Regions from separate parts of the Mus musculus genome. Here regions 2, 3, 4, 5 and 6 are each linked to region 1. Evidence: chromatin contacts called from public Hi-C and HiChIP or PLAC-seq data. All regions are on one chromosome and are shown on one strand. Each heading gives the region's core, a stretch centred on a gene start, on an enhancer-like site or on the middle of the called end of the contact. The rest is flanking DNA. Distances are from core to core; before and after follow the strand shown. Region 1 holds the start of Tasor (transcription activation suppressor). Region 2 holds the start of Hesx1 (homeobox gene expressed in ES cells). Region 3 overlaps Il17rd (interleukin 17 receptor D). Region 4 overlaps Erc2 (ELKS/RAB6-interacting/CAST family member 2). Region 5 has its middle 92 kb from the start of Il17rd. Region 6 has its middle 110 kb from the start of Il17rd.

Region 1 (3,316 bases), core at 397-2,896:
CTTCCCCCTGAGGGCTGGGAATAGGTATGTGCCATCAAGCTCATCCTCCCCAGTATGAAAAAGTGACTAAAATAGTGTAGGAGTTTTTCTAAACCTTCCCTTTTCTTTCACCATTCAAAAAAGGAAAGTTTTAAAATGTACTTTTTACCTTAGCCTCTAATCCCCAGGTAGCCCAGGATGACCTTGAATTTCTCTCTTGCTTCTACCTTCCCAGGGGTGTGCCACCATGCTCAGTTCATTTGGTGCTGGTAGATTAAAACCTGGACTTTGTATATGTTAGGCAATCTCCGTGAACTCAGCTAAATCCCAAGCACCTACCCTGTTTACTAATAACTGATTTACATACACTTTTCCTTGATTTGGTTCACAGAGGTGCAGGTTTTACACTACACACGATGCCAAACAATGGATGCTTATCCCAGATCCTCTGCTGCTCTTGGAGAGCTCTTCAAGTACCAATCACTTGACAGAGGCTGTGGCTCTTTTGCAGTTTATTATCTTGGCCTAACAATTCCTTCAGTAATATTGAGGTGTTGGGGGACAAAGACCTGGGCGTCCTGCTGCTGTTGCTTAGAGATCTTGAGTAAAAAGTATCCCGTGTTTCTTCATCAAATGCATTATTGGGCCGGAGCTGCTTGAAAACTAGGCCTTAGGCTGTATAAATACTTTGGATGAAATTAGACCTGGCTTTTGTCATCTCAATTTGCCTAAATTTCAACATTTAAATTGTGCAAAAGCATCTACTTGGTATCTGTTGTGAGAATGTGTCTATACAGATGGTAACTCAGAACCCCTTACCTAGAAAGAAACTATTGAAAGGCCCTCCCTTCATTTCACTATCAAATTGTTTTCTTCTAGGTGGTCGAACATTCTTCTAGGTGTGCGAGCATTCGTGCCTCCCATCATTAGGTTGTAAATTGTGCGGAAGAATCCCAAATATTGAATGTTTGCTTATGTAGTGCTTTGGTCTGGAGTACGACCAGTGCTCGTGATCTACTGGGAAAGCAGAAAGTCTGGATGGAATAGGATGTTATCACCCTGCTTATCACTGGAGGCCATTTTCTTATCTCTCTTCACTGCCTTTCTTATTGTTTGTTTATAGTCTTTATGCATATAGGTGGCTTGCCTGCATTTATGATAGAGCACCACACGTATACCTAGTGCCCTCCGAGGCCAGAAAAGGACTTGGATTCTTTGAAGTGACTAACTGCTGGTTGAGTTGTCCTATGTCGGCTGGAGCTCGAATTCTGGTCCTTTGGAAGATCAGCTCAGAGCAGACCGATCACACGACCAGGATCAGCCAATTATGTGCCGGGTTTGGTCCACAGACCTCCGGAGGAAAGAAGGTGCTTACTTGCAAGAGTACTGTCCGAAAGACGTCCTCTGGGCTTGCCTCCGTCAAACGCAGTGCGGAGAGGGCAGGGCCCAGGAATCCGCAGAATGCTGCCAAGCCCAAGCCCTCACTCTGAAGCGATGGCGTCGACGCTTTCCCCGGGCGTGGCACTCTCCTCTTTTGGCGGGCTCGGCATCGCGAGGCTCCGCCCTCCTGGAACGGTCTCTCTGCAGTCGCGGAGGCGGGCTCTGCATTTCTATTGGTAGAGCGGGTCCGCCGAGGCCCCGCCCCCTCCCGGGCCCGACGCGAGCACGTTGGGTAGCCAGGGCCGGTTGAAAAGCCGCCCGAATCCGGAGCAGCTCCCGGGGCGAGAGGCACGCTTAGGGCCGCGGTGGCGGTTAAGAGGCGTCTCTGTGGCTGGAGTGCGGTCCCCGGGGGCGGAGGGGCCGGGTGGGCCGAGACCTCGGCGGCCTGGCCCGCCGCCCTTCCTCCCCTACGCCCGTCGACCTTGTGGGCGGAAGCTCCCTGGAGCGCCTCACGCCCGCGCGATGGCGACTGCCGCGGAGACGGAGGCCCCTTCGACGGACGCGAGCTGGAAAAGCCGCGGCGGCGGCGGCGGAGACGACGGGATGAAGCCAGCGCTTCCGGAGCTTGAGTCCTCCCTACAAAATGGCGGCGGCGACGGCGGCGGCGGCGCGGGGCCTGAGGAGACCGCGGCAGCTGAAGCCGCCCGGAGCTACGGCCACGAGCAGCCTCAGCAAACCTCCGAAGCGGCCGCGGCCGCTCTGCCCAAAGGCGCCGAAGAGCCGGAAAGGCCTTTTAGGCGGAGTTTTCAGATCCCCAGGAAGAGCAGAGAAAAGAAAGGTGGTGCCTCCCCTTCCTCCCACCCCCTCTCTCGCTTCCCTCCCCCTCCATCTTTTTCATTAAGACCTCTCTGTCTCCTCTCCCCACACCCATCCGAGACACGTAAACACGCACGCAAGCGCCAGCAGCCTCTCCGCTCACGGCCACGGCCGCCCAGCCGCCCTTGGTGCGAGAGGATAGGGTGGAACCACGCTCCGCCGCTCCCCCTCTCCCCGTGGAAGTTGGAAGTAGCTCAGGTTTGAAGCGTTTCCATAAGGCTGCGGCTCCCCGAGCGGAAAGATGGTGCTCGGTGCCCCTCTTTTCCCCCAAGCCCCGAAGGCAGAGAAGCTGATGGTGGCCTCCTAAAGATGCTTCTGAGAAGTCTGCTTGTGGAAGTAGCCTGTGGCCATGGATTCTGAGGCTTTCTCCAAGGCCACTGCGTTCTAAGGACAAGTGTTTCTCACTGTGGAAATTCTTCAGCTCTGTGTGTCTACTTGAAATGTGCTCGATGTCAGCGTCTTCTATTTAGAAAACTCTCCATTAGTATATGCGCTCCATGCAGTTTTCCATCACACTTCATTTCCATGTAGTTTTTTTTTTTTTTTTTTTGGAAAAGCATTAGCTTACGTAGGTTCTTCTGTATAACTTCCAAGCCTAGAATGACTTTTCTTAAACGATTATAGGAACAGTTGGGTTGCTTACTTTTTGAGATCTTAGTGCCATATTGTAAAACGTACACTTTTTTTTTTCTTAGAGTAGGTTTTGACTGTCCGATAATTTGGAATTTTCTGGATTTGACTTAAACACTTACCTTCTTACTGCGTGTTTTTTTTTTTAATTGTTTATTTCCCAAATCTTTTTTTTTTGTCATTTGAATATCTGAAGATTTAGAATCTTGATTGGAACCGTGCATCTGGGTAACCAACTCTCTGCACAACTGAGATTATGAAAGTATAAAGAAAGTTCCTTTCTAAATGGATGACAAAGCGAAGGAAATAGCATGAGAAACCATGCAGAGAAGGATGAAGTTGATCTTTGCCGGCTGAAGTGAATGTTTCTAGAAATACTCTTTAAATGATGTAATACTTTAGGGTGTAGGGCAAGACAGTGAATTCACTTGATGTCGTTAAGGTGTGTATG
Region 2 (3,316 bases), core at 273-2,772, 430 kb before region 1:
GCATAGAAAAACACTTACTGGTTTGCAGAGGATCAGGGTTAGCTTCCTACATGGCAGCCTACAACTACCTCTAAACCCAATTCTAGGGGATCCAATGCCCTCTTATGACCTCCATGGGCATCACACACACACATAATGCACATACATACATTCAGGCACACACACATACATATGAATAAATAAATCTATTTCTTAAATTGTTTAACAAAAAGGTAAAAAGATTGTACGTGTAAAAATTCCCACAAATGTCAGTGGTTTTAACTGGTTGGTTGTTTTTCCTGCTTAGAAAATATCAGGCCAAGGCTGGGCATGGTGGGCATGGTGGGTCACACCTTTAATCTCAGTACTAGGGAGGCAGAGGCATGTCAGGTCAGCCTGGTCTACAAAGGGAGTTCCTGGACAGCCAGGGCTGTTAAACAGAGAAACCTTGTCTCAAAAACAAACAAACAAACAAACAAACAAACAAAAACATGCAAACAAGCAAAAACAAGAATATGAGAGTGCAAGTGGGGGGGTGGGCGGGGGAAGAGAGAGAGAGAGAGAGAGAGAGAGAGAGAGAGAGAGAGTTCAGACCAGTTGGCATTTGACAAAGCTTTGCTGGATTCAGCTGACTTAACTACTTAACTATCTGTAAAATGGTTAGAGTCTGATTGACATGTCCATTCTAGGGCTTAGGCTGAAGGCTGAAGGCTGAAGGCTGAAGGCTGAAGGGTAGGAGCTACCACAGGGGTGATGTCACGGCGTTATCAGAAAGCAATGGGAGGCAGAGACAGGTGGATTTCTGAGTTCGAGGCCAGCCTGGTCTACAGAGTGAGTTCCAGGATAGCCAGGGCTACACAGAGAAACCCTGTCTCGAAAAACAAGACAAAACAAAAAAAGAAAGCAATGCAAACCAATCATACTAGTGCATTTTGAGCTTTTGCTCACATTCTTTCCTCTGACCAAAGCAAGTCACACAGACAAGCCCTAATTCAGCAAGCAGAGAGAGACAGATCTGTCAGTTCAAGGCCAGCCTGGTCTATAGAGTTAGTTCCATAACTGCATAATGAGACTTTGTCTCAAACTACGCTCTTTGAAATAACTGTTATAGAAATAAATTATTCTTTGTAGCATTTGAACCTCATGTAAACGTGTATCTCTCTCATTTAAAAGAAAGAATGAAAGAAAGGAATTAGCCCATTAATTACTTCAAATACGTGGTGCAACTGTTCCTATGAATTAAGCCAAGGCACTTGGAAGGCGATTGCACTCTGTGTTAATAACACTGGCAGGCTTTTCCAGTGTGCTGCACTCCAAAGAGTACTGCGTTTTCATTGACAACGTTCACCATTACATATGCATATGGAAAACAGGTATTTTCATCAGAATTACTGTAATAGCATTAAGAGATTATTATTTTTCCCAGTTTCCTTGGAAGAACATTCACTAAATCTGATTATTTATTACTTGACTGCTCTTCTATCCACCCTGTACATTTAGGTATCTAGAATCCTTAAAAATACAAACTTCAGAAGAAAACCACGATTTTATACATTAATGATCTCAAATAAAAGAGGAGTGCTATGTTCGTGCACCACTTCTTCTGAGAAAGTTAAGTCTGCGTTCTGCTTAGGAGAGATAACACTTTTTGTCCCTGTAGGTGGCCCCCTGGTGTAGCCATTAGTTGCTAATTACTTGCAAACAAATAAACAATTAACTCCTTAAGCCGCTGGCTGGGCAAGTGTTCATTGACTTGCTAAAACTTTCTAAAACAGGATTTTAATTAGTGACTTTGGAAACCCAGCCCCCTAGTCAGCAAAGCTACAAGGTGAACTGCTGGAAGATCCCAGCTCTGCACACGTGGGGCAGGAGCCCTCCGGCGCTGTACGACCCAGAAGAGAATGTCTCCCAGCCTTCGGGAAGGTGCTCAGCTCCGGGAAAGCAAGCCCGCGCCCTGCTCCTTCTCAATTGAGAGCATTTTAGGACTGGACCAGAAAAAAGATTGTACAACGTCAGTAAGACCCCACAGACCCTGGACAGACACCTGCGGTGACTCAGGTATGCTGCAACTCAACTTCTAAATTCATCTGCGTTTTTAGTTTGTCCTTTATTTCATGCAGTATAGGATTAGAAACCACGTTCTCATTCTGTTCTGTATCTATAAAAGGTCTCCAACAGGGTCGGAAGGGAATAGAGTGCCTGCCCTAGGTGGTTCACTCCCAGTGAGAAATAGTATTTGTTTCAGAAGACCCTCTGTGTACATGTGTCACGTCAGGCATTCTAAATCTCTCCTCACTGAAAAATGAATGGTAGAGTTCAAAATGTATGTTCTCTATCACCAAGGCTTCTCTCTCTCTCTCTCTCTCTCTCTCCCTCTCTCTCCCTTCCCCCATCCTCTTTTTTTTTGGGGGGGGGGGAATGGGGGAGACAATTCTTTTGTGAAACCTTGAAGAATTCCCTAGGAAAATTCAAAGCAAGTTACTGAAATGACTTTTTTCCAGAACTTTGTGGAACATAGGCAATATAAGATGGACCTTCTTCTTCTGATTTTAGAGAAAGGTGGCAACCCACCCCTACATGCCCCAGATCTTCCCAGTGAGACTTCATTTCCTTGTCCAGTGGATCATCCAAGGCCAGAAGAAAGGGCTCCGAAATATGAAAATTATTTTTCAGCCTCCGAAACACGCTCTTTGAAAAGAGAATTGAGTTGGTACCGAGGACGAAGGCCAAGAACCGCTTTCACCCAGAACCAGGTGAGAAGATTTTTCAGCCAATAGTGACAACACAAAGGTTGTGACAGAAGCCAGACACTCTGGGGTCCCAGTGTAGAAGTGGCATTAGTGAAAGGGTGGACTCATAGTTTAACAGTCTCTGGGCAACCAATTGTTTTAAAATGCTTTTGGATTAAAGGCCCAAATTTAAGTGCATTTTTCATTTGAAAGCCCAATTTTGGTGACATATAAAATACTGCCACTTTAAAGAATTCCTTCATTATTCTAGGTCGAAGTATTGGAAAATGTCTTTAGAGTGAACTGCTACCCTGGCATTGACATCAGAGAGGACCTAGCTCAAAAGCTGAACTTAGAGGAAGACAGAATCCAGGTAGGGTGCAAACACAGTTGTTACCCGTGATGATAAATAATGTGGTAATATGTCTGAGAACTGTTTTATTTTCCCTTGATTCTAGATTTGGTTCCAAAATCGCCGAGCAAAGATGAAAAGGTCCCGTAGAGAATCACAGTTTCTAATGGCGAAAAAACCCTTCAACCCAGATCTTCTGAAATAGGTAGAAAATTACACATGTTGGCTTCTCTTCCAGTTGTATAGTACAGAAGAA
Region 3 (3,316 bases), core at 587-3,086, 360 kb before region 1:
ATCTAAGCCGGGCGGGGGTGGCACACGCCTTTAATGTTAAGACATGACTTGGCACCTGTGATTGAAAAGCCATAGAGCCCACCTCCTCAGGAGCTTATCCCATGAAACAACATAAAGCACCTGGGAGGCAGAGGCAGGTGGATTTCTGAGTTCGAGGCCAGCCTGGTTTACAAAGTGAGTTCCAGGACAGCAAGGGCTACACAGAGAAACCCTGTTTCGAAAAATAAAAACAACAACAACAACCCCCCCCCCCCAAAAAAAAAAAACTATATCTAAAACCTAGCCTAGTTTATATGTCAACCACAAAAACCATGCTCTGTAAAAGGCAGTTTAGCAGGGCTGAGAAAATCAGCTGTTTTCTTCATCTCTGGATATTTTCTTCCATATCTAGGATTGAAAAATTTTGATGGGGAGGGGGGTTTGTTTTTTCGAGTCAGGGTTTCCTGGCTGTCCTGGAATTCACTTTGTAGACCAGGCTGGCCTTGAACTTAGAGATCTGCCTGCCTCTGCCTCCAGAGTGCTGGGATTAAAGGCGCGCGCCACCACCGCCCCGCTAGGATTGAAAATTTTTTTTAAAAGGAATAAGCTACAATTGTAGTTTCTTTTGCCACTGAGCTGACTTAGACATGACTTGGCACTTGTGATTGAAAATCCATAGAGCCCCCCTCCCCAGGAGCTTATCCCAGGAAACAACATAAATAGTTGTTGCCTTTGATGATGTTACTTTGTACGCTTAGCAGTTCCTGGCACCTTGGACAAAAAGTCTTCAATTACTGGGTTGAAACAAACGCTGCTTATAAAAGTCTTAACAGCTGCCTAATCAAGAGTCCTCCTTAAAACTGACTTTATACCTCTAATGACCTGAACTACGTTTCATTTTGTTGTTGTTAACTAAGTGAAGTCACAGTTGCATTTATTACACATGGTTGGTGTTAAGCTGTTAGGAGAGACTGGAGCCGGGCAGAGGCAGGTGGATCTCTGAGGTCGAGGACATTCTGGTCTACAGAGTGAGTTCCTGGATTACACAGAGAAACCTTGTCTCAAAAAAAAAAAAAAAAAAAAAAAAAAAAGGAAGGAGGAGGCCTGGAATCTCCAGCCATCATATGCGAGTCTGGGTGCACTCCAGCTTTTATGAAATTTTCAGACATCCATCTCCTTCATGCAAAAAGCTGAAATTCTGTTAGAGGATTTTAGTGATGGAAAGATAGCGGGATTCCAGGGTTTAGCGAGTCATGCTCTCTTACCTGCTGAGCCATCTCTCCAGCCCAGCAAGTCATGCTCTTTTGAGATCAAGGCAGTAGTTTTCTTAAAGCCCGGAGCTATTACACAAACGTTCTGTAAGGCCTTGCATCTCGAGACGTTGCATTTCAGTCTCCAGCACATGTGAATGGCTGGTCCTTGTGCTGCTATTTAACCCGGTTCTGGGTTGGCTGAGCATGGCCGGTCACCTTTGCTCGGCCCTTGTAACCTGTGAGAACCAGGCAAACCCTTGTTTCCAGCAGGAAGGCTTTAAAGGAACTAGGATCTGAAGGCCCCTTGGAGGCTGCTGGCTTACTGTCAGCTTTGAGACTTCTCTCAAGTGATACTGATTCCCACAGCTGGAGAGAAACTGTCATGAATTGCCCAGAATGGCTGGAGCAGAAGCTGGGGGGTGGGGAGGGGGTGTCTGGGAGGAGAGCCTTGTTCACATGCTTGTTAACATTTGAGGGCCTTTGACAAAGAAGTCTAATGCCCTGCCCAGGTCAGCCGCCATTTGCCCCACCCCCCCAGGCCCCGTTGTACACAGGAAGTCAGACGCTAATGATGTTAGTGAGGGGACAAAGGCGCCCAGCCGGGGAAGGGCCTAATTGGTGTGTCCGGCTCCCAGGCGGCCAGCCTCCAGCTGGAGGGGGCTGGGCAGCATCCTCTTAAGTGTTAACACCTGGAGCCTGAGATGCTGATTTCCTGGTTTTTTGAGGGGCTGGGAGGGGGCATGTGGGCTGACTCCTTCATTCACTGACACGGATTCTTGGGGGCACATTTTAGGGAAGTGGTATCTAAGAGATTAGATGCAAATGGTTCCATCTGGAGGCCAGGTCTTTTGTGTCACCCATGAGAATGAGGGCTGGTGGAGAACCAGGACTGAGCCTGCCCATCCAGACTGGCTTTTGCTTTACTTCTGAACTCTTCTGCAGCAGATGGACTGGGAGAGGCCAGGTCTTGCAGAGGCAGACTGATATGGAAAAGGATCCCTCACGCTAGGTGGGGAATTATAGTCAGAACTGGTCGGTCGGGAGATGCTTCATATTCGTAGAGACGAAGTTTTGAGCCAGCGGAGAGCCCAAGAAGGTGGGCTTCTGGCCAGTTGAAGAGTAAAGGGAGCATGGGTAGGATGAGCACTGAAGGGAGCACTGACAGGATGAGGAGTGAAGGGAGCACTGACAGGATGACTAGTGAGGGGAGCGCTACCAGCCATCCAGTTGGGACTTCACCCTATGTAAGTGCAGGTGGGATTTAGGAAACATATCTAGAGGGGACAGTTGGAAGTTTGCATTCCAGGAGTGGGCACACCCAGGCAATGCCTGGTGGTTTCAGGATTATTTGTGGGTAAAGGAGTGCTTAGAACCCACTGAAATTGTTAAGGGTTCCATGGGAGATTGGAATGTTACAGGTATTCTAGAACCCCTTCCCCTTAGCTACACCAGAGTCTTCAATAACTGGAAGTGTCACTCTGCAAGGATCTGATGAGGGCATCTAGTCTTTGGCTGGTTCTGCTGGGCTCAGAGGCAGGCAATCTGAGTTCAGGCTCTTTGGGTTTTATTTATTTATTTTTGGTTTTTCCAGACAGGGTTTCTCTGTGTAGCCCTGGCTGTCCTGGAACTCACTCTGTAGACCAGGCTGGCCTCTTAACTCAGAAATCCACCTGCCCCTGCCTCCCAAGTGCTGGGATTAAAGGTATGTGCCACTACTGCCCAGCTTGGATTTTTGTAGGTTGGGAAGAAGAGCTTGAAGCCTGTCTCTTTTCCTAACTAAATGAGGTGGGGTTGGAGAAAGCCATAGAAAAGGAGGGTAGTGTTAGCTTGTCTCCCACATATTTTAAGGTTTTTCAGTACAGGACCATCCTGTGGACAAACTTAATCATTTTAGCCTACGATGTTTCAGTTAGCACCAAAATCTAAGAGAGTGGCCGTCCACACTTCCAAATCGGAGAAACCTACTTTGGGAGGCAGTATGTGTGAGGACCTGTATAGAGGGAGGAGGTAGCGTTTCCATGGCAACATCACACAGTCTTCCATTTCTCCCGCATTTGTGCTGTAGAAGCTGAATTCCAGATGTG
Region 4 (3,316 bases), core at 357-2,856, 300 kb after region 1:
TGATAGAAAGTAAATTTGGATGTCTTCCTGAGTCCCAGAGGACTGCTACCTCACCATGTACAAAGTTAAAGGGAGAGGGAACACACATTGGCTTCAAGTTAACATCTGGTGATTCTAGAGCCAGCGTCTCTTCTGTAAGAGCATTAATCTTGTCATGGCAGCTCCACTGCTAACCACCCACCCCTGACTCTCCAAGGACAGTACCTCCATATGCCATCACACTTGGAGTTAGGGCTTTAGCATCTGAATGGTGGGGGAATTACAAAATTCAATTCTAACATGGGGACAGCAATGGCTACGGGTTCTTGTTTGAAAGAAAAGGTCTCCATGAAATTACATGGAGAGCCTGGACCATGAGCTTTGATTTCATGCTAGTCATTGCTTTTATAGAGCAAAGACGGATTCAAAGTGCAGAGTGTTGGATATCTTGGCAAAATGTAATTCACTTTATTTTTCTGCTTCTTTCTCTCATTCCAGGGCAGGCTTGGAGTTAAATTGTTCAGGAATATAGCTCTTCCCTTCCTTTGGGCTTGGACCTTATAAACTTTTGTAGCCTTACCCATCTTGTAGAGCTGCTGGGAAGGTTACTAAGACAAAAGAGAAAAGCATTGCAGGGGACCTGCCTGCCTTCACCCACCATAATCATCATCTATTTCTCTAAAATCATGAGAGTCTTTGTAAGTTTGAAACTTTGGGCTGTTTCCGTTGGTTCTTTATTTAGTTGAGTGTGCAACCTGTTTCTGCCCTTCCTGTGTTACGCCATCCCTGTATTTTTTGGCTTTTTAAGACTTAGTACTGCACAACATGCTGGCAAAGGAACTCAACCATGGCATACGTGGCTGTGTCCCACAGCGGGCAGCTCTGTCACTGGGACTGTTGGACAGCCAACACATTTGTTCTGATGCTAATAAAATGTGCCTGGGAGATGCAGTTAACCTTTAAAAGGCACAGTTTTTTAGTTCATATCTGGTAATTATAGGGCCAATATATCTGGATCTAGCAGACTGGCTAATTGCATAAGGGGGATAGGGTAGGGCAAGTGGGCGTGTCTACTCACTCAAAGGATGCTTCCCCTGTCCCTGAACCTTAGGTGTTGGTGAGATGAGCAGAGGGTAATTTGCTCCCACACCAGGCCCTAATTTCACTGTCACCCGATCGGTGTGTACACCAGGCCTACTCTATTTATGTCACTGGGGCCCCAGAACAAACTGTTCTGTGGATATTGCTTCAAAAACTAATGCAGTACTTCCACTTCCTTCAGAAATAAACTTTGAAAGCTCTGCCTCAGAGAGCTATTTTCTTCAGTTAAGTTTTTAAGAGTTGAGGCCCAGAGTTCTGGAGACCTTACTATCTCCTATCAGTCAGCTCTTTCCTCCTTTCTTGGTAGCTTTAAAAGTCCTAGGAGCCTAGGCTCAGGAAGCTAAGGCAGGAGGATATAGAGTTTAAGGCCAGCTTGGCCTACAGTGAAAGCCTGTCTCTGAGACACAAGTAATAGGTGAGGAAAAGCACCCCCCCCCCCGCCCCACTTCTTTTGTTGTGAACGTTTAACAGCTGTCTATTAATCTTGGCTGAAACAATGGACTGCACTGAGTGCACTTTGGGCTGTCAGGGCATACCCACAGAATACAGTCTAGCTAACCCTCCTGCCTTCATCCTCAGTTTCATCTGAGGTGGAAATAGCTGCAGCCCTGCAAGCCAAACACCAGAGGCCTGGAGACCAAGGTCCCCGGGCCTGGCAGGGCCATCTGGTTCCTTGATGAGCATTTATTTCCAAGAGGAGCTAACTCTGGCCTGAGCGGAGGTGCAGGAGCTCTTCTGAGGCTGACCCTCCCCCATCCACTGAACCTAGCTATGATCACCCCTGCAGCACGTACACTGGGTTAACTTTTTAATGATGGCTTCTGTGAGGAACAAACAGAACAAGATACAGTTCAGGAAAACGAAGGAACCAGAGAAGCTAAGAGAAGGAATTTGGTAGTGCTCCCTCCACGACCCTGTGTGTGTGTGTGTGTGTGTGTGTGTGTGTGTGTGTGTGAGCGCGTGCACTCGTGCACACAGAGGGACAGTTCTGAGTCCCACCCAGAAACAGCTATGGTATTTGAGAGCAGACTTTGGGATTAAGTCAGGTTGAGAATTCTGTATTCCCCCTTTCTAGCATCCTTGTTTTTATATAAAGATCTCATTTATAAACTTAATGTTCTTGCCCCACCTCTGAGCCTGCCAGCATTGTTTCTCCCTCACCACACTGCACACACTTTTCTCTTCATTAAATGACCAAGGTCCCTCCTTGGTTTTCCCAGGAACGAACAGAATGTGGGTAGCACCAGTGTTTTATTTTCATGGATCCAGCTACATCTGTGAGCAACACTTGGCAGACTGCTTGCCCGTCCAGGGCTGTCTTCATACCCATATTCGTTGTAGGCTTATTGATAACAGCTAGGGTATAAAACCAACCTTAATGTCACTGAGCAGAGGGTAAGATGATGTACCATATTATTTGGCATTTTAAAAGAATGTAGTGCTGTCTTTTGGGACAACATGAAGGCATATATAGGTGTTGTACTAAATAAAATAATTCAGGAATAGGAAGACAAGTATTGGTTGGTATCACTTAAACATAGAATAAAAATAAAATAAAACACAATAAATTGAACTCATCTGTCATAGAATGACAGATAAGAAGCTGAAGAAAGGAGAAAAGGGGAAAGACAATGGCAAAGTACCTGTAAGAAGGCACAGTGTTTCAGTAAGACAAGAAGTGTGTGTGTGTGTGTGTGTGTGTGTGTGTGTGTGTGTGTGTGTGTGGTGTGGTGGACATGTGTGTACAAATGCATGAGATGGGCAAAGGTCAACTTTAGGTGTTCTATTGCTCAGATGTTGTCTGCTTTGGGTGTTTCGTTTTTTGTATTTCTTGTTTTTGTTTTTGTTTTGTTGTTGTTGTTTGTTGAGTTTTAGATAGGGTTAGCCACTGGGGCTGGCCAACTATGCCAAGCAGCCAGCCACAGCTATCTGTCTGTCTCTGTGTCATGCCTAGAATTTTACGTTTGTTCTGGGGCTCAAACTCAGGTATTCGTGCTTGCGTGGCATGGCTTTTACAGTATGAGCCATTTCCTCAGCCTCCAAAGATTAAGCTTTGAGGTTTATTCCACAGCAAGGAGACCTAAGAGTAAATTTTAGTGTGTTACCACAAAGGAATCAAGTGATAGATGTGCTCACGGGCTTATGTAGTCAGCAAGAAGAGCAGTAATGCAGAACATTGCACTCACTATGTAATGATTTACAGTTAGCATTGACAGCAAGAGCCAGAGGAATGGGG
Region 5 (3,316 bases), core at 605-3,104, 300 kb before region 1:
CCAACAAGGCCACACCTCTTCCAACAAGCCATCCCTCCTAATAGTGCCACTTGCCACGGGCCAAGCATTCAAACCACCAAAGCTTCAATACAGCTCCTCAGGCAGACACAGCAGGACCTATAATGACCTTCTCCCTACGTGTGACGGAAGAGACCTGGAGGTAGCGAGAGATGGAGCACAGGTTCTGAGGTCTCCAACTGAATCTGTGTGGTTGGAGTAGAGTCAGAAAGGGAAGAGGAAACCAAGAGAGGAATGGAGAGAAATTAATGAGTCGATCAATGTCCTTGTTGAAGTAAGACACAGAAAGGAAAAGAACTCACTGAGCACTAGGTGTTACTTTTCTTCTGGTGCCAGAATCCTGAAAGCATGGCAGAGGCTGAGCATGGACTTCGTCCAGGGTCCAGCAAGCCCATTTGTGGGCTGTCATCCAGAAGGGTTGAAAGCAGTGGTTCAAAGAGGTGTGTGCACATTCACGTTCACATCCAAACCATCACAACAGCCAAGATATAGCAACAGTCCAAGAATGGGTTCTTGGATAAATGAACAAAGCTTGGTATAGACCTACAATGAAATATTGATGTCTTAAATTAATCAAGAGATTCAGACACGTCCTACAAATGTCTACGTCCCGAGGACATGGCGCTAAGTGCAACAAGTCAGGCAGAAGGGACAATCTGTGATGCTACTTATAAGATACCAAGAATTAGACCAGCTCAGAAACAGAACAGTGGAGGTCCTAGGAACTGTGGGAGCTGAGGGGAGAAAGAACAAGGAGTTCTTGCCTAGTAGGCACAGAGCTTCTATCTGGGATAAATAGATATCTGGAAATGACGGAGATCATGGCTGCAAAGCACTGTGACTTTGCTTGATGTTGCAAATTGTGTGCTTGACTGACTCTAGTACATGGTGGTTTGAATCAGAATGGCTGCCATAGGCTCATAGGTTTGACACCTGGTCCCCAGTTTGTGGAACTCTTTGGGAAGTAGTGTGGCCTTGTTAGAGGAGGTGTGCCCCTGGGGTTGGGCTTTGAGGTTTCCAAAGACTCCCTGTGTGGTCTCTCTGTCTCATGATTGTGTTTCAGGATGTGAGCTTTCAGTTGTTCCTGCTGCCACTCCTACACCCTGCCATCATGGAGGCTAACTCCCTGCAACTTAAGCCCATGTAAGCACTTTATTTCATAAGTTGCTTTGGTCGTGGAGTTTTATTACAGTAATAGATAAGTAACTAAGATAAGTTTTACCACCATAAAAATCAAGACTAAGAAGAGTCAGTGTGAATACTACAGAGATGTTCCTGGAGTTGTTTTGTTTTTTTCCCTTTATAGATGACAGGTCAATACTTTTGGAGCATGTAGTGAAAAAGCATGCGCGGAAAAGAATTGGTGGCAATGATGATGCTATTAGTGGTAGAGATGGTAGTGCTGGTAATGGTGGGGATGGTGGGGATGCAGGTGATGGTGGAGATGCTGGTGATGGTGGTAGTGGTGATGATGGTGGTGGTGTGGGTGGTGTTAGTGGTGGTGGGGATGGTGGAAATACAGGTGATGATGGTGAAGATGCTGGTGATGGTGGAGATGCTGGTGATAGTGCTGATGGTGGTAGTGGTGATGGTGGTGATGGGTGACAGTGAACATAAGGGTGATATAAACTCACAGGACTCCAAGGCTCCCCTGTGGAGCATTGGGAATCTACTGCCACAATGGGATCTTGAGGTGCAGGTCAGCATCCCCTCAGGGGCCAGTGCTGGGGAAAGAGGATGATGTTCCCATGTTTTCTTAGTGATGCTGGGCAGGGCAGCTGGACTGGGTCAGATGGGTGCAGCCCAGGACTGGAGTCCATGTGAGTCACAGCTTACCTCCTGTGGAACAAAGGGATCCAGCAGGGAGGGGCAGCTTGTGACTCAGAGGCCACTGCTGTTCCTCCAGGCACCCCTCCCCCACCCCGGGATTTCCTCTGTGGAGTGGGGAAATTCACACCACTTTCTGGGCACCAGGCTGTACCCCCAGAATGGAGCATGTATCTAGAGTCAGGTTTGACTATAGAAAGAGCTGCACTCCAATCACTAGAGCAGTGGTTCTCAACCTGTGGGTCGTGACCCGTTTTAGGGGTCACCTAAGACCATCAGAAAACAGATATTTACATTACGATTCATAAGAGTAGCAAGATTACGGTTAGGAAGTAGAAATGAAAACAGTTTTATGGTTGGGGGTCACCATGGCACGAGGAAGTGTGTCACAAGGGTTGCAGCACTGGGAAGGTTGAGAACCACTGCTCTAGCCTCTTTGCAATCCAGCCTGAGGCTCTTCCAGTATGTGGCAAACCTTTCTGACAGCGTATGGAAACCTCAGCAGTCTCTCCTCCCAGAAAATAAAATGGTTTTCTGGGGATGGAGCAGCCTACCTCAGGCCATACAGGTGACAGAACCACACCTCACCGTCACCAGCTCAGGAGCCTGGACTTGCCACCGTGCAAACACGTGGAAGGAGAGGCTCCAAAATGTGATGTAGTTCTAGGCTCAGGCTTGTGGAGAAGATGTGAACAGTTTCCCTCACTCTGTGAAGAGAGTTAGAAAACGCAGGTAATGATACTTCACAATGAGAAAGACACGCTCGGCCTTGGCAGTGGATCAGCAACCAGGGTACAGTGTCCCAGGGTAGTTCTCGGGATTGTGGGTACCAGATAGTGCTCATTGTGTTCTGCCTGGGCTGTCACAGATAGGGAGGTTCGTGTAAGATGGTAATGCATTGTGGAAGTACCACAGTCCTTTGAGCAAGTGGCCATAGTTGTGAAGATATAGGTATCAAATAGGTGCAGTGTAGTTTACCGTTGAGGACACAAACCAGAAACCACACTTCTAAGGCATTCTTGTTTTCTGTGTGTAAAAGACCAGATTGGTTTATGAGAAGAAGCTGCCTCTTCCAGGATTTTTTCCTTTTCCTTTTCCTTTTCCTTTTCCTTTTCCTTTTCCTTTTCCTTTTCCTTTTCCTTTTCCTTTTCCTTTTTCTTTTTCTTCTTTCTCTCTTCTCTTCTCTTCTCTTCTCTTCTCTTCTCTTCTCTTCTCTTCTCTTCTCTTCTCTTCTCTTCTCTTCTCTTCTCTTCTCTTTTCTTTTTTTTTGAGACAGGGTTTTGAACTCAGAAATCTACCTGCCTCTGCCTCCCAAGTGCTGGGATTAAAGGTGTGCACCACCACTGCCCAGCTAGGAATTTTTATTTGAAAGAGATTGTGGGAAATATGTAACTACCCTTGCCAGTCCTTCCTTTCTTGATGAATGTGGCCTTGACACCAAGCCTGAAGAGTCTTAGTCTCATAAATGAGG
Region 6 (3,316 bases), core at 535-3,034, 280 kb before region 1:
AATTAATGGTTGTCCTTTATAAGATTTGCCTTGGTCACAGTGTCTGTTCACAACAGTAAAACCATAACTAAGACACATTTGTTACTTAGTTTGTGTAAAATACTGCTTGGAAAAGTGCTACTGAGAACTTTCCAGAATACATCCTGTACTGAGTGTATATAGTGACTTGATGTTGCCACAGTCTCCCAAGATGCTCCAATAGCAGCAGTCTGAGTTCTGGTTGCTCTATGTTCTCACCAGCATCTGTGCCTACTGGGAGTAGACATTTTTAAGGGACAAAACAGCAGGACCTCATGGCCAGTGGACACAGTGGTGCCACAGGTACAGGAGGCCAGTGCTTAGGAAATGCCAGTACGTACAGATTGCAGGCAGCTGGGGAGAGGAATGAGGGCGTGGTCACACTAAATTCCTCTTCCAGAGCAGTAGCTGTGATGGCCGACTACTGATGACCCTGGGATTGACCCAGAACTTTCCATCTGAAGAGTCAGAACAGCACAGACCTCATCTTTGTCTTGCTCTCACTAACCAAGGCGAGTGGTGAGGAAAAGCCCAGGCTGGGTATAGTCTGTGAGAATTGCTATCACCTGAGAGCGGGTCTCAGCCTCCTGGAGCTCTGTGTGTATCCTCTGTAATGCTGGTGATCCTGGCTCCCCTGGGGCTATGGGCAGATGCCTGTGAGAACCAAGGTTACTGCCTTAGGCAATGGTAGTGGCTATGCTTATCACCAACAGAGGCGTGAAGTGAGGTGTGAGATAAGTTCCTTTTACAGGAATTGGTAATTCTGGGCTCATTGTCCATTAGTTCATTCATTCCTTCATGATCAAGCTATACACTATATATATGTAACATATAGTATATAATACAATGGCAAGGATTGCAGACTCCTAAGGTCGTGCTCATTATTTGTAATTTAGTATTTGTGATCTGGGTGACCATTTCTAGGTCTTCCTTATGAACTTTTTTTTTTTTAAATTTTGGGGGGCAGGGTGGGGGACGGGAGTGTTCATCTCAGGGATGCTAAGTACACCCTCTGCCATTGCCAGGCATCCCCTCTTCCCACCCCCAGTTTCCTGATTCCTAGGGTGAGTCAGTAGCAGTGCCTTCCTACTCGGTCTTGTGTAAGAATACCATGTTGGAACCTGGTCCGTGACACCCCTCAGTGCTGAGGTAGAAATTCTTGCACTGTCCTCAGGTACAAGCTGATGGCTTCCAAATGGCTCCGTGGGGGTGTACTTATAATATGAACACTTGGGAATTGAAGGCCCAAGGTTTAGAAGTTCATGGTTCTGCAAGCTACATAGTAAGTTGGAAGCCAGCTTAGTTTACAGGGAGGTGGGGACCCTTTCTCAAAACAAAAACCTGAAAGGCAACAGAACACTTTGTAATCCTGGGTCAAGCTAGCCACTGCTCCCAGGTGCCCTCTCACAGTTTAGTGGGGGGTGGGGGGTTTGTTGGACTCTCATTGAGGATGAGTGAGAGGGTCCTGTGCTTTGTGCAGAAGGGGTTGCTATTGAGCCATCTTGGCTTCCAGACTTGGGGTGGGATGAGACAATCCTAGCCACAGAGTGACCCAGATGTGAGCGGTTGATATTTCCCTCCTGCTTTGCAACCGCATTGCCAAGGCACCCCCGGAACTTTGTACTCAGGCCCCGCTTCTTTCCCTCTCCTTTTGCAGGATCGACGGCTGTCAGTAGGTCATTAAGCTCTCCTTACTCCTGCCCCACCCCCCAGAATGCACAGGCGGCAGCTGATGAAGTTAGCTCTGATGGAAGCCAGATCAGTGGCCCTAGACAGGGATCCAGATGCTAAAAATATCTCGTGGCCTGCTCTTTACAAGTTAAATGAAAGACCAGCATGGGAGGCAGGGGCTGGGGAATCTCTCTAACACTGGGTCTGGCTGGCTGGGGCAGGCATCCTAGGAATCTAGTCCTTCTCACCTGGATCAGAGCCAGTCAGATGATGTTTAACCTGGGAGACGGTCAGAGCCACGTGGACCAGATGGGGGGACGATAAGTCAGAGAACTGCAGGCCTTTGAGGATCAGTGGTCAAGGTGGTTGTAGCAGCAGTGCTGGGTGTACATGTGGCAGCAGACTAGCCCATCGTGGGTGACCAGCATTACCCTTGATCCCTGTCTAGGAGGCACTGGGTTGGAAGTGAACACATTATTCCTAAAAACTGACCTTCTAGAGTGGAAGGTGACTGCTCTTTTTAGTGTAACACCCAATGAAGTAGCTGGTTTCTGTCTAGAGGCATGCCTGTGAAGAGAATCTTTCTTGTGATGTTAACCACAGTCTTCTTGGTGAGGAATGCGGGAGCCTAGGAGTATGGCTGATGTTCCCCTGGGGCAGATGCTCCCAGAGGGAAGAGGAGGAAGGATCTTCCTAGGCACCCGGGATATTCTCCCTGTTCCTCCTCGTCTCTTCCTCTGTCTCTCACTAGCCTCTGTTACTCCTGAGTACTTCAACTCGGATCTTCGATGTAGGCATCATGAGCTTTGAGGGGTCCAGTACCATTATAAGGAGTCGTTTTTGTGACAACTTTAGATATCATCCATGCTCCTTGTTCTGTGCCAGGTGACCTACGTAATAGTCTAGGAAGATATCACAAGGATGCCAGGGAAAGTAATGCCTGAGAACTCAGATATATTATTATTCCTTTTGGAAACTAGGATGTTTTAATTTTTTTCAGATTGTGGAATATCTGCATATCTGTAATGAGATATCTTGGAGAGGGGGCACAGCTCTAAACACAGAGTTTATCTTTCATATATACCTTATGCACATAGCCCAAAGTTACCTTTATGCAATATTTTAAACATTAATTTCACGACTAATGCAATGTTTCCTGGTCTAGAATGTTTTACTTGGGGTCTTGTTAGTGTTCTGAAAGTTTTAGATCTTGGAGCACTTTAGAGTTTGGATTTTTTTGATTTAGAGATTTTTAATTTGAGATTGTAGAAGAAAGGATGGATTTGAAGGGGTCCAGGGTAGTATTTGGTCTGGTTTAATGTGGCCCTCTTGGTGTGTGTAAATGATGCTCATTTGACTTATTTAAGTCCTGATTTATTTGGTGTAGAGGAACAGGTTTCTGTGACATTTCCCTTCATATGTGTCATTGTACTTTATTCTAACCCATCCCCCTGGTCCCTTTGTTTTTCAGGGAAGAAGATCTGGGCCTGGCACGCTGAGTTTGCAGAGCGTTTCACAGTAATGAATCAGTGCATTTACAGGGGAATGGAAGAGCACAAGGAAAGGTAACAGCTAAGGAAAAAGTGTCCACCGATTCGATTCGATACAGTGTCGCCTTCTCCTTGCC

Evidence for each region. A called contact is a pair of places that touch in the nucleus more often than the background predicts. HiChIP or PLAC-seq counts read pairs in DNA pulled down with a chosen protein or histone mark.
Region 2: an RNA polymerase II HiChIP or PLAC-seq map of embryonic stem cells shows a contact between it and region 1, with 9 read pairs. The contact joins the promoter of Hesx1 here to the promoter of Tasor in region 1. A contact is called at or near these places in 7 of 39 promoter capture datasets (the 3T3-L1 cell line, the C10 cell line, hippocampal neurons and 3 more), 3 of 484 Hi-C or Micro-C datasets (LSK cells, forebrain and nephron progenitors) and 4 of 115 datasets of contacts at active chromatin or transcription factors (embryonic limb bud, embryonic stem cells and memory CD8 T cells).
Region 3: a contact with region 1 is called in an H3K4me3 HiChIP or PLAC-seq map of embryonic stem cells, with 9 read pairs. The contact joins the enhancer-like site here to the promoter of Tasor in region 1. A contact is called at or near these places in 2 of 39 promoter capture datasets (the 3T3-L1 cell line and the C10 cell line), 3 of 115 datasets of contacts at active chromatin or transcription factors (embryonic stem cells and stem cell-derived epiblast-like cells) and 2 of 9 other capture datasets (adipose tissue and embryonic stem cells).
Region 4: a Hi-C map of the N1E-115 cell line shows a contact between it and region 1, with 2.9 times the contacts expected there. The contact joins the enhancer-like site here to the promoter of Tasor in region 1. A contact is called at or near these places in 3 of 39 promoter capture datasets (hippocampal neurons, pre-B cells and stem cell-derived epiblast-like cells), 8 of 484 Hi-C or Micro-C datasets (B cells, the Ba/F3 cell line, the CH12 cell line and 4 more) and 1 of 9 other capture datasets (pancreatic islet).
Region 5: a contact with region 1 is called in a FOXA1 HiChIP or PLAC-seq map of pancreatic cancer cells. The contact joins the enhancer-like site here to the promoter of Tasor in region 1. A contact is called at or near these places in 6 of 39 promoter capture datasets (the 3T3-L1 cell line, embryonic stem cells, hippocampal neurons and 2 more), 3 of 484 Hi-C or Micro-C datasets (embryonic fibroblasts, group 2 innate lymphoid cells and nephron progenitors), 8 of 115 datasets of contacts at active chromatin or transcription factors (bone marrow-derived macrophages, differentiating embryonic stem cells, embryonic stem cells and 4 more) and 2 of 9 other capture datasets (adipose tissue and macrophages).
Region 6: a contact with region 1 is called in an H3K27ac HiChIP or PLAC-seq map of trophoblast stem cells, with 9 read pairs. The contact joins the enhancer-like site here to the promoter of Tasor in region 1. A contact is called at or near these places in 5 of 39 promoter capture datasets (the C10 cell line, the HPC-7 cell line, cranial neural crest and 2 more), 1 of 484 Hi-C or Micro-C datasets (bone marrow-derived macrophages), 10 of 115 datasets of contacts at active chromatin or transcription factors (acute myeloid leukemia, astrocytes, bone marrow-derived macrophages and 5 more) and 3 of 9 other capture datasets (adipose tissue, liver and macrophages).

The regions. Positions count from the first base shown.
Region 1 is chr14:27,427,188-27,430,503 of GRCm38.p6, forward strand. Tasor (transcription activation suppressor) reads left to right here and starts at 1,647. Exons shown (of 24, transcript NM_001114879.2): 1 at 1,647-2,197. The coding sequence starts at 1,882. It overlaps Gm52095 (a long non-coding RNA gene), which reads right to left and starts at 1,440. Exons shown (of 4, transcript XR_003951011.1): 1 at 1,355-1,440.
Region 2 is chr14:26,998,840-27,002,155 of GRCm38.p6, forward strand. It overlaps Hesx1 (homeobox gene expressed in ES cells), which reads left to right and starts at 1,523. Exons shown (of 4, transcript NM_010420.2): 1 at 1,523-2,037; 2 at 2,533-2,732; 3 at 2,980-3,081; 4 at 3,167-3,316. The coding sequence starts at 1,881. The coding sequence ends at 3,265.
Region 3 is chr14:27,064,690-27,068,005 of GRCm38.p6, forward strand. The region is part of intron 1 of Il17rd (interleukin 17 receptor D); the gene reads left to right. Among named protein-coding and RNA genes, the nearest start is that of Il17rd, 27 kb to the left of the region's middle. Within about 2 kb of position 1,837, at least 72 of the 459 cell types and tissues checked have an H3K27ac peak or open chromatin away from gene starts, as enhancers often do. A contact at or near this core is called in embryonic stem cells and stem cell-derived epiblast-like cells, where this site is marked.
Region 4 is chr14:27,729,530-27,732,845 of GRCm38.p6, forward strand. The region is part of intron 2 of Erc2 (ELKS/RAB6-interacting/CAST family member 2); the gene reads left to right. Among named protein-coding and RNA genes, the nearest start is that of Erc2, 110 kb to the left of the region's middle. Within about 2 kb of position 1,607, at least 8 of the 459 cell types and tissues checked have an H3K27ac peak or open chromatin away from gene starts, as enhancers often do. A contact at or near this core is called in the N1E-115 cell line, where this site is marked.
Region 5 is chr14:27,129,832-27,133,147 of GRCm38.p6, forward strand. It overlaps a transcript of Arhgef3 not described here. Among named protein-coding and RNA genes, the nearest start is that of Il17rd, 92 kb to the left of the region's middle. Within about 2 kb of position 1,855, at least 48 of the 459 cell types and tissues checked have an H3K27ac peak or open chromatin away from gene starts, as enhancers often do. A contact at or near this core is called in embryonic fibroblasts, embryonic stem cells, pancreatic cancer cells and 1 more, where this site is marked.
Region 6 is chr14:27,149,802-27,153,117 of GRCm38.p6, forward strand. It overlaps a transcript of Arhgef3 not described here. Among named protein-coding and RNA genes, the nearest start is that of Il17rd, 110 kb to the left of the region's middle. Within about 2 kb of position 1,785, at least 37 of the 459 cell types and tissues checked have an H3K27ac peak or open chromatin away from gene starts, as enhancers often do. A contact at or near this core is called in trophoblast stem cells, where this site is marked.